Regions from separate parts of the Mus musculus genome. Here region 1 is linked to region 2. A link is a contact called in public Micro-C data. All regions are on one chromosome and are shown on one strand. The core of a region is the stretch at or near the end of the contact, and the rest is flanking DNA. Distances in the headings are between cores, read along the strand shown.

Region 1 (3,540 bases), core at 164-2,663, 67 kb after region 2:
TTTTTTTTTTTTTTGGCTTTTTCTGAAATTCTGCCACTCTTTTTTTCTGAGTCAAGCATCCAACAGACACTGTACATTGATTGGAAAATTCTTCTCTCTCGGTAAGGCCTGACTTGTTCCCTAATGCTCTCCTTAAGGACAAGAACCTTTGACTCAGCATTTGCCTTACCCAACCAGAATTCCAGGGGCTTTTTACCAGAAAGAATACATGGTTGCACTTTGCTGCCCCCCAGCCCCTCTCTTTCATCCCTCTGTCGTGGTCCTCTCCTGTCTTCCCAGCACCTCGGGGGAATCCCCCCTTTTTCCCTCTAGGCTTCTCAGAGCAGAGCTCTTGTGCTTTGAGGGGCAGCTTCAGAAGTGTGGAAAGAAGACTCCATTGGGACTCAGAGCCGTGAGCTCTAGAACTCCATGACCTAGGAAGGCTTTGTGTGCTCACCCATGAGCAAAGCTTCCTCAGAAGGGTGGCTCTGAGCAATGAGAGCAGATGCTTACTTGAGCTACAATCCACGACTGTGTCAAGGTTTTGAAGTCTGGCTCAGCTGACAGTGCCTCTGGTGCACTGGAAGTGTTGACAAGACCGACCTTAGAGACTTATTCAATAGCTAATAAATGTGGGGCCACAGAGGGCTACAGTGACTTAACTATAAATTTCTATATCCATATATATATATACACATACGCATATATGTGTGTGTATAATATATGGGTATATATATAAAATGTTTCCACTTAGATGTTTTAGCATCACCTATGTTCCTAAATGGAAGGTGCTATGGAATCCAAAACTTCACAGATTTCAGCCCTACTGCTCAGTAGCCTTTCTGCTCAGATGAGGTGGTGTCCTGGGACTCGGACACCCAGGAAGCACACAAGTCTGAGGTGAGACAGTGACCCAAGGAAAGGCATCCTGAGATATGGGGACCAGGAACCACACAGCTCTGGGAGGAATCCTCCTCAGCTGAGGCGTTACAACTCCCAAGGGGAGGGGATCCCCAGCTGAGCTGGAACCTCAGCCTTTTCATAGCTTTCAAAGTTTTTTCATAGCTTTGTAATACCCAAAATGAATTCAAGACCACCCAGTACCTTCCCCCTTCAAAAAGGACTTTCCAAACTGTACTAGCAGGCCAAGTACAGAGCCAGATAAGGAAGCTGGCTGACTAAACAAGTGTAAAAACATAGTTTTAGCGGTCAAAATGATTAAGCCTGCAGCTACCAAAACAATATTAGCTGTTCTCAGAGAAATAACCATAACAAGATTAGCAATTCTCCTGCCCCCTGCCCCACACTGAATTCCGACAAAGACCACAAACAACCCTGACCTTGGTGCGAGAATTCCCTTGACGTTAACAGCTGTGACGTTAATGTACTATTACCTTGCTAACCAAATCATAATAACCCACCATGGGGGGCAAGCAAAAGGGTCAGTTAGTCACTATACAAACCAACCAATGCCTGAAAGGGTCACTTGCTACACCAATGAGAACCCTGTTGCTCAAATCTGCCCCTTACAAAGATATAAAAAGTGTGTTCTTTCTTTGTTCTTGGTCTCTCCTCTGGCCTGCGTGCTGGGAGGGGAGTCCCCAACATGTTGGATCCTCATGCATTTTGCAGCGATGGCAGCGGTCTTTGTGGTCTTTCTGAGTAAGGGTCTTTTGACGAACTACAACAGCTTCTTGTCTTTTTCCACTGAATCACACCAGGTAGCAAATCTCATAAAAGAGACTTATTGGAGAGAGAAGGGAAGAATCCCAAGAGAGAGCAGACAGCAGCAATGAATTGGACAAAGAGCAGGGCTTATATACATAGGGGTTCTTGTGGGGTGGACGGTCTAGTGTGGAGATGTTCACGATGGGGATTGGTTGGATTTCCAGCCCTGAGCTTGGGGAGCTCAGTGATTGGTGGATTTTCCTGTTCAGGGATTGGTGAGTTTTCGTGCTCAGAGATTGGTGGCTTTTGTTCAGACTTTTCACTTAAAATTAGCATGAACTGGGGAGGGTCCTGTTGAGGGGCTGGAGATGACCTTTGTGACAGTTATGGCAGTTTGGAAGGTCTTGGAGAGGGACCTGGGTGCTGTAGCTCCTCCAGCTGGAGCCCTGGCTACTTGGCTGCCTCGAGGGTTTATAATGTTTACAAAGTGGCTTTCCTGATACTTGAGCCCCATGGATATCTAACAAAATGACCATGTCAGTTTTTACCCTTCAGTTATTACTCTCCATCATTCTTGACACTGTTTTTCCTACCATCTTCTCCATTCCTCGGCAGCATATGCTTTTTAAAACATGCTTAGGTTCCGACGGGAGACAGTCTTTTTTGCTATGGGAGAATTATTGTGAAATCAAGAATGTAGGGAACATACTAGGAATGGATTGAAGTCACTGACTACCAGACTCGGTTGGAGATCCTGTAATTATTGTTTTTGCTGTTTTCTTCATATGCTGGTTAATTAATTAATTTATTTATTTTATTTATTTATTTATTTGGTCAACTTGCCACACATTAGAGTCACCTGGAAAGGAGGGACCCTGACAGATGGATTGACCCCATTCCTTTGGCTTCTGAGCAAGTCTGTTGGGGGCATTTTCTTGAGTGATGTAGGAGAGCCAAGCCCAGTGTGTCACCCCTGGGCAAGTGGTCCTTGGTTGTATAAGAAAACAAGCTGAGCAAGCCAGTGAGGGCACTCCTTTGTTTTCTACCTCTGCTCCTACTGAGTTTTTGCCCAGACTTTCAATGATTGACTGTCATTAGGATGTGTCCACCAAATAAATCCTTTCCAAGTCACTTTTTGGTGTGATGTTTCTCACGGTATCAGAAAGCAAGCTAGCACAGTAAAGTGTAAAAGCAAGTGTTCCATAGACTCTGAGTCTCATGTTTTCTGCTATGACATCATTGCCATAACTTTCAAGACCTCTGAATGTGTATCATGTCTCCGTCTCAGCATTCAATATGGCAGAGGATCAGTTTCACTTTGCTTGTGTGACTGTTTATTAAGTGTTGGTCTTCGCTATGGGCTCCAGGAGAGTATTTGCTGTCTGTCATCAGGTCATCGAGGGCTGAGGAGAGTAAGGGAAGATAGTATCAGTGCGATTCAACACACACACACACACACATACACACACACACACACACATACACACACACACACACACACACAAATAGAATTATTCCAGGATCCCCTTAACACTCTGCATTCCACATATCTTTAACTCCATTATTAAAGATGAAAAGTTCAGGGCAAATTAAACTCATATCTGTGTAGTCAAGGGCATAGATTTTTAGTTCAAATCCTGCATTTCTACTTACTGTGTGCTCTAAGTGAGTTTATTATGTTCTCCAAACCTCAGTTTTAGTCACATATAAAACCAGTGTAGTAGTTCTGAGTCTCCTTGAGTAGTGTAGAAAACTCTGGTGCACAGTAGGCATTCAATGAAAACCAGTAATTATTACTAATCAAATGCTTTGGGTAAAGGCTTCACAGAATACAAATTAATCTCCTGTCACTCTCTACATGTAAAAATAATGGGTGTGTGGCCTGAAAGGCTC
Region 2 (4,037 bases), core at 96-2,595:
CAACCCTCCCCAGCCGCCCACCCTGCTTCTGAGAGCTCGGGCGGCTCGCCTTCGTGGGGCTCGCCTGCGTGGGGTTCGGAAAGTGGGCTGCTCCTGGATTCTGCGCTCTCTTCTCCTTCCCTTCAAAGAACTCGGAGAGGCCAGAAACAAGACTGCAATGGGGGGCGGGGGGAGGGATGATGCAGTCCTTATACAAAACCGACAACTGTCACCAAAGCTTATAAAACACGATAGTACTGTCCCTCTTTTCTGAACCATCAGAAGACACAAAACTGTTAGTGACACAACGGTGACAGGTAGCTGGGACCTAGGCTATCTTATTATGAAGGTTGTTTTGCTTGTTGTATATTTGTGTATGTAGTGTAACGAATTTGTACCATAGAGGACTGTCCGTAACTACTGTTTAGCTTCTACACATTGAAATGTAGATGTTTCATTGGCTGTCTGAAAAGGTGTGGCTTGTCCTTCCTAGAGAGATCTACTTAAAAACTGCTTTGTGACAAAAACCACACCTGAAGAAATTTTAAGAATTTGGCCCAGTTAGTCACTCTGTGTAATCCCGGAATCTAGCTGCTGAAGTCTTGCGAAGTAAACTCCCCGTGACCGATGTCAGTTAAGCTGGTGATACCTGGAGAAGTGGTCAGTTGCTAAGGAAGTGGATTTCCCAGTAGGGGTTTCTGCACCTCACCTGTATAGTCGTTCTGCGCATGTCCCCCACACAGTCCCCACTGTATTTACCTGTTCTACTTGTCACCTTTCAATAAAGCATATCAAATGTTGATACACACGTGTTTCTATATGACGCCATTAATACATTCATTTCCACAGCTGCTCTTCATGAAGTCAACAGCAGTTTGCCTAGTAAAGTCTCAGGGCGCTGACACCAGTGCTTTGACTCCAGAAGAGAGGAGACATTGTTTTGATTGGGGGGGGGGGGGGAATGCAGGCAGAAGGGCTCATTCTCTTGTGACTAAGTCACTTCACCCCTCTGGACTGATAAGAGAATCTTCACTTCTCCAATTTAAAATTTGAGGGTTTATGTAGAGCTTATTTATTCGTAGTTGCTGAACTGAGAGGGAACAAGCCTGGTTGGTGTGTGAAGGTTAAAGGAAGAGGGACAGGTTCGTTTCCACGTTGACAGCTCTGCTGCCAGAATGAGTTTCTGGCCCCTGGGAGAGTAGTTGTGTTTGTAGACACTCTTCTGGGGGTTGAAAGGATGTACTGGGCTTGAGCTAGGTAGGACCTGGGACATCTCTCCCTTCTGGGTGATGTGTAAACACAGTGGAGCCTAAGGAGGAGGAAGGGCCTTAGCAGGACAGGCTTGGCTCTCTGCCCCAGGACCTCGGCAATAGCTCTTGGATGTGGTGCGAGTTGGGTCCATCCTGTGCATCCTCTGAGGGTTACCTAAGTCCTCACTGTAAGCCGATGGCAGTTGCCATAATGATAACTGGAGGGCAGCAAGAACTTGACAGTGTCTCATACTTAGAGCTACATAACTGATCTAACGGGAAGCTTCGATGGTGATTCTCTGAAGAAAACTAGACAGTAGCCATTTCATCTCACATTTTTTCATGTAGCTGTGGAGAATTTAAAGTCTCCACCCTTGATGAACTAAATAGACATTATTTCGACTAATAGAAAATCTCACAAGATTGCGGTGTCTTGATATGTGAAATAGTAATGAATCATTAACATGAAAAGATATATTTTTATGGCCTTTCCTCGCCTTTGTAAATTCAGAAGTTTTACTGACTGCTATTTAAACATATCTAAGTTGATTTCTAAGCACATCTTATTGCTAACTCACAAACCTAACTAGGCATCCTTGGCCCGTGGGTCACTATGGAGTTGATAGAGTCACACTTCACCTGCCATGGAGCAGGAGTGACTTCTAAAGCCGAAGGAGATCTAGTGTGAGCCCTGGGTGTTCGTGACGTCACTGCAGGACAGACCCAGGCACAGTGCCGGAGAGACGACGGTACCATGTGATTCTAAGAATGCCTGCTCTCTGCTTCAAATTAACAATGTTCAGAATTCAGGAGCTGTGCTTTTGGTTTTCGCATAGTTTAAAAGTAAAAATAATTGTGATGAATACAGCGTGCCAGAAATCAGGTTTATATATTTGCTCAGGAAACGTATAAAAGTTAATTATAACCATAATTAGGAATGAAAATGAATTTCAATGCAGGCACTACTGTCCCTCCGGCTGAGTGAAATACAAGATGAAGCCTTGTGCAGTGACAGCCTTTAGCTGTCCATTTCCCATCCATTCAGACAGTAATCACAGCAGTAAGATCAGACACAAGCCGAAAATGAAATTTCCTCCCAGATAAAATCGTTTGAAAATACTGCCTACCAACAGGACTGGGGAGCAGATTGTGCCATGAGGTTCCTGCTCTGCTGTGTGGGAGAAAGACACTCGCCGACCGCACCTGAGGTGCTGTGGAAACCGGCTATTTGATATTTGGAGGGAACAGAAATCCACAGACCCACCTCCCCATCCATGAAATCACTGGGTGAGAGCTTTCAAGACCCAGAACTTGGCTAAACTTCAGCTCAAATTAGAAAAGCCCTTCTCATGGAGACTGAGCACCGAGTCTTAGAATGCTGGGTTAGTTTCTTCAGAGAATATCAACGAGTATCTTCAACCTGCCCAAGATCCATCTCTGCCAATCGTGTGTGTGTGTGTGTGTGTGTGTGTGTGTGTGTGTGTGTGTGTGTGAACCCCAGGCTGAGGGCAGACATCTTTAAGAGCGCTAGTTAATGACTGTGGAGATACATGCCTGTAGATCCAGCTGAAGCAAGATCTTGAGTTCAAGGCCATCCAGTGCTATATAACAAGACATTTCTCGAAATTAACAAACAAACAAACAAAAAGTATTGCTAAATGAGAAGCCATGTCTCTTGATAGGATGGCCCTACCCCCACCTTCTCCAGTCAACCCAGGGACCAAGATTGTGACTGTGGATGTGTGTGCTACAAGACTGTGTAGTTCTCAAAACCAATTCTCTGAGTTTCCAGGGACAACATACATTGCAATGAAGATGGTCTCCGTTGCTTTCTAAGTGCTCCGTGTCTTTCCTTAAGCAGGACTGCCGTGACGACCTGTTGTGACAAACGACCACACTGGTTGGCTGGGGTCTTCCCAGAAGGTAGAACTCAGTTCTAAACACTGTACCACTGCCCAGTGCAAACTGGGACGTGATGGTTGTCTTAGATCCATTGTTGTCTTCTTCCCTGTCCCTGCCTCTGCCTTGGAGTTAGGTATCACTTTGAGACTTGGGTTTCCTTCCTGGTGAGTGAGTGCTGAAGGATTTGAATTCTGCCAAATTGACCCAAAATGATCCTCTGGGTTTCCACCCATCTGCAAATGAAGACCTAGTGTCCATGGAGGTGAGGCACTTGCTGTCCTTTATGAGGGAATGATCAAAGCAGAAGGCCTTCCCCTGCTGCCCTGAGTGAGGAAGCACAGCCCTAGGAGCAAGCATGGGTCACCACGGAGCATTTTAGCATCTTCTGCCTGGGATGCGAAGGAGGAAATGAGTATCCCAAGGTCCGTGGCTTCTGACAAACACTTTAAACTATGCAGTGGGTGAGCCATCGGGGGTGGTGGTGGAACTGTCGGGAGTCGGAGATCCATACTACAAAGTGGCAAACCATTCGGTAGAACTCTGGTCTGTGGTGATGGAGACCGCCAGCCAGGCGCTTTGAAAACATGCACCTCTGAGAGGCCTTTCATTGGTTAAAAGTAGACCACTCTTTTACACCTCCTGTTTCGGAGAAGATAGAGCAGGGTGCTGCTGCTCTGTAAATAGAAAGAAGAGAGAATAAATAGTGCAAGAAACTTGGGGCTGTCCAGTGTTGGACCAGCCCATTGCTTCTGGATACCACCCTGAGGGCAGTAAATACTGAAGTATTACCCAGTGTCGTGGGGGCCAAGATGACCAGTGTTCTCCCTTTAGCAAAGAGCGGGTTCGAAGTGTTTGGCCCCTGGAGTGTGTCTTTGTTTTAGATCAGTGGTTCTCAGCCTGTGGGTA

What was found. A called contact is a pair of places that touch in the nucleus more often than the background predicts.
Region 1: a Micro-C map of granulosa cells shows a contact between it and region 2, with 4 times the contacts expected there. The contact joins two enhancer-like sites. A contact is called at or near these places in 1 of 39 promoter capture datasets (hematopoietic stem and progenitor cells), 24 of 484 Hi-C or Micro-C datasets (the C3H10T1/2 cell line, LSK cells, brown adipocytes and 14 more), 15 of 115 datasets of contacts at active chromatin or transcription factors (the SCID.adh cell line, bone marrow-derived macrophages, embryonic stem cells and 5 more) and 4 of 9 other capture datasets (adipose tissue, embryonic stem cells, liver and 1 more).

The regions. Positions count from the first base shown.
Region 1 is chr14:76,574,203-76,577,742 of GRCm38.p6, forward strand. No RefSeq gene overlaps it. Among named protein-coding and RNA genes, the nearest start is that of Serp2, 19 kb to the left of the region's middle. Within about 2 kb of position 1,414, at least 4 of the 459 cell types and tissues checked have an H3K27ac peak or open chromatin away from gene starts, as enhancers often do. A contact at or near this core is called in granulosa cells, where this site is marked.
Region 2 is chr14:76,506,981-76,511,017 of GRCm38.p6, forward strand. It overlaps Tsc22d1 (TSC22 domain family, member 1), which reads left to right. Exons shown (of 3, transcript NM_207652.3): 3 at 1-785. Among named protein-coding and RNA genes, the nearest start is that of 4930444M15Rik, 12 kb to the right of the region's middle. Within about 2 kb of position 1,346, at least 15 of the 459 cell types and tissues checked have an H3K27ac peak or open chromatin away from gene starts, as enhancers often do. A contact at or near this core is called in granulosa cells, where this site is marked.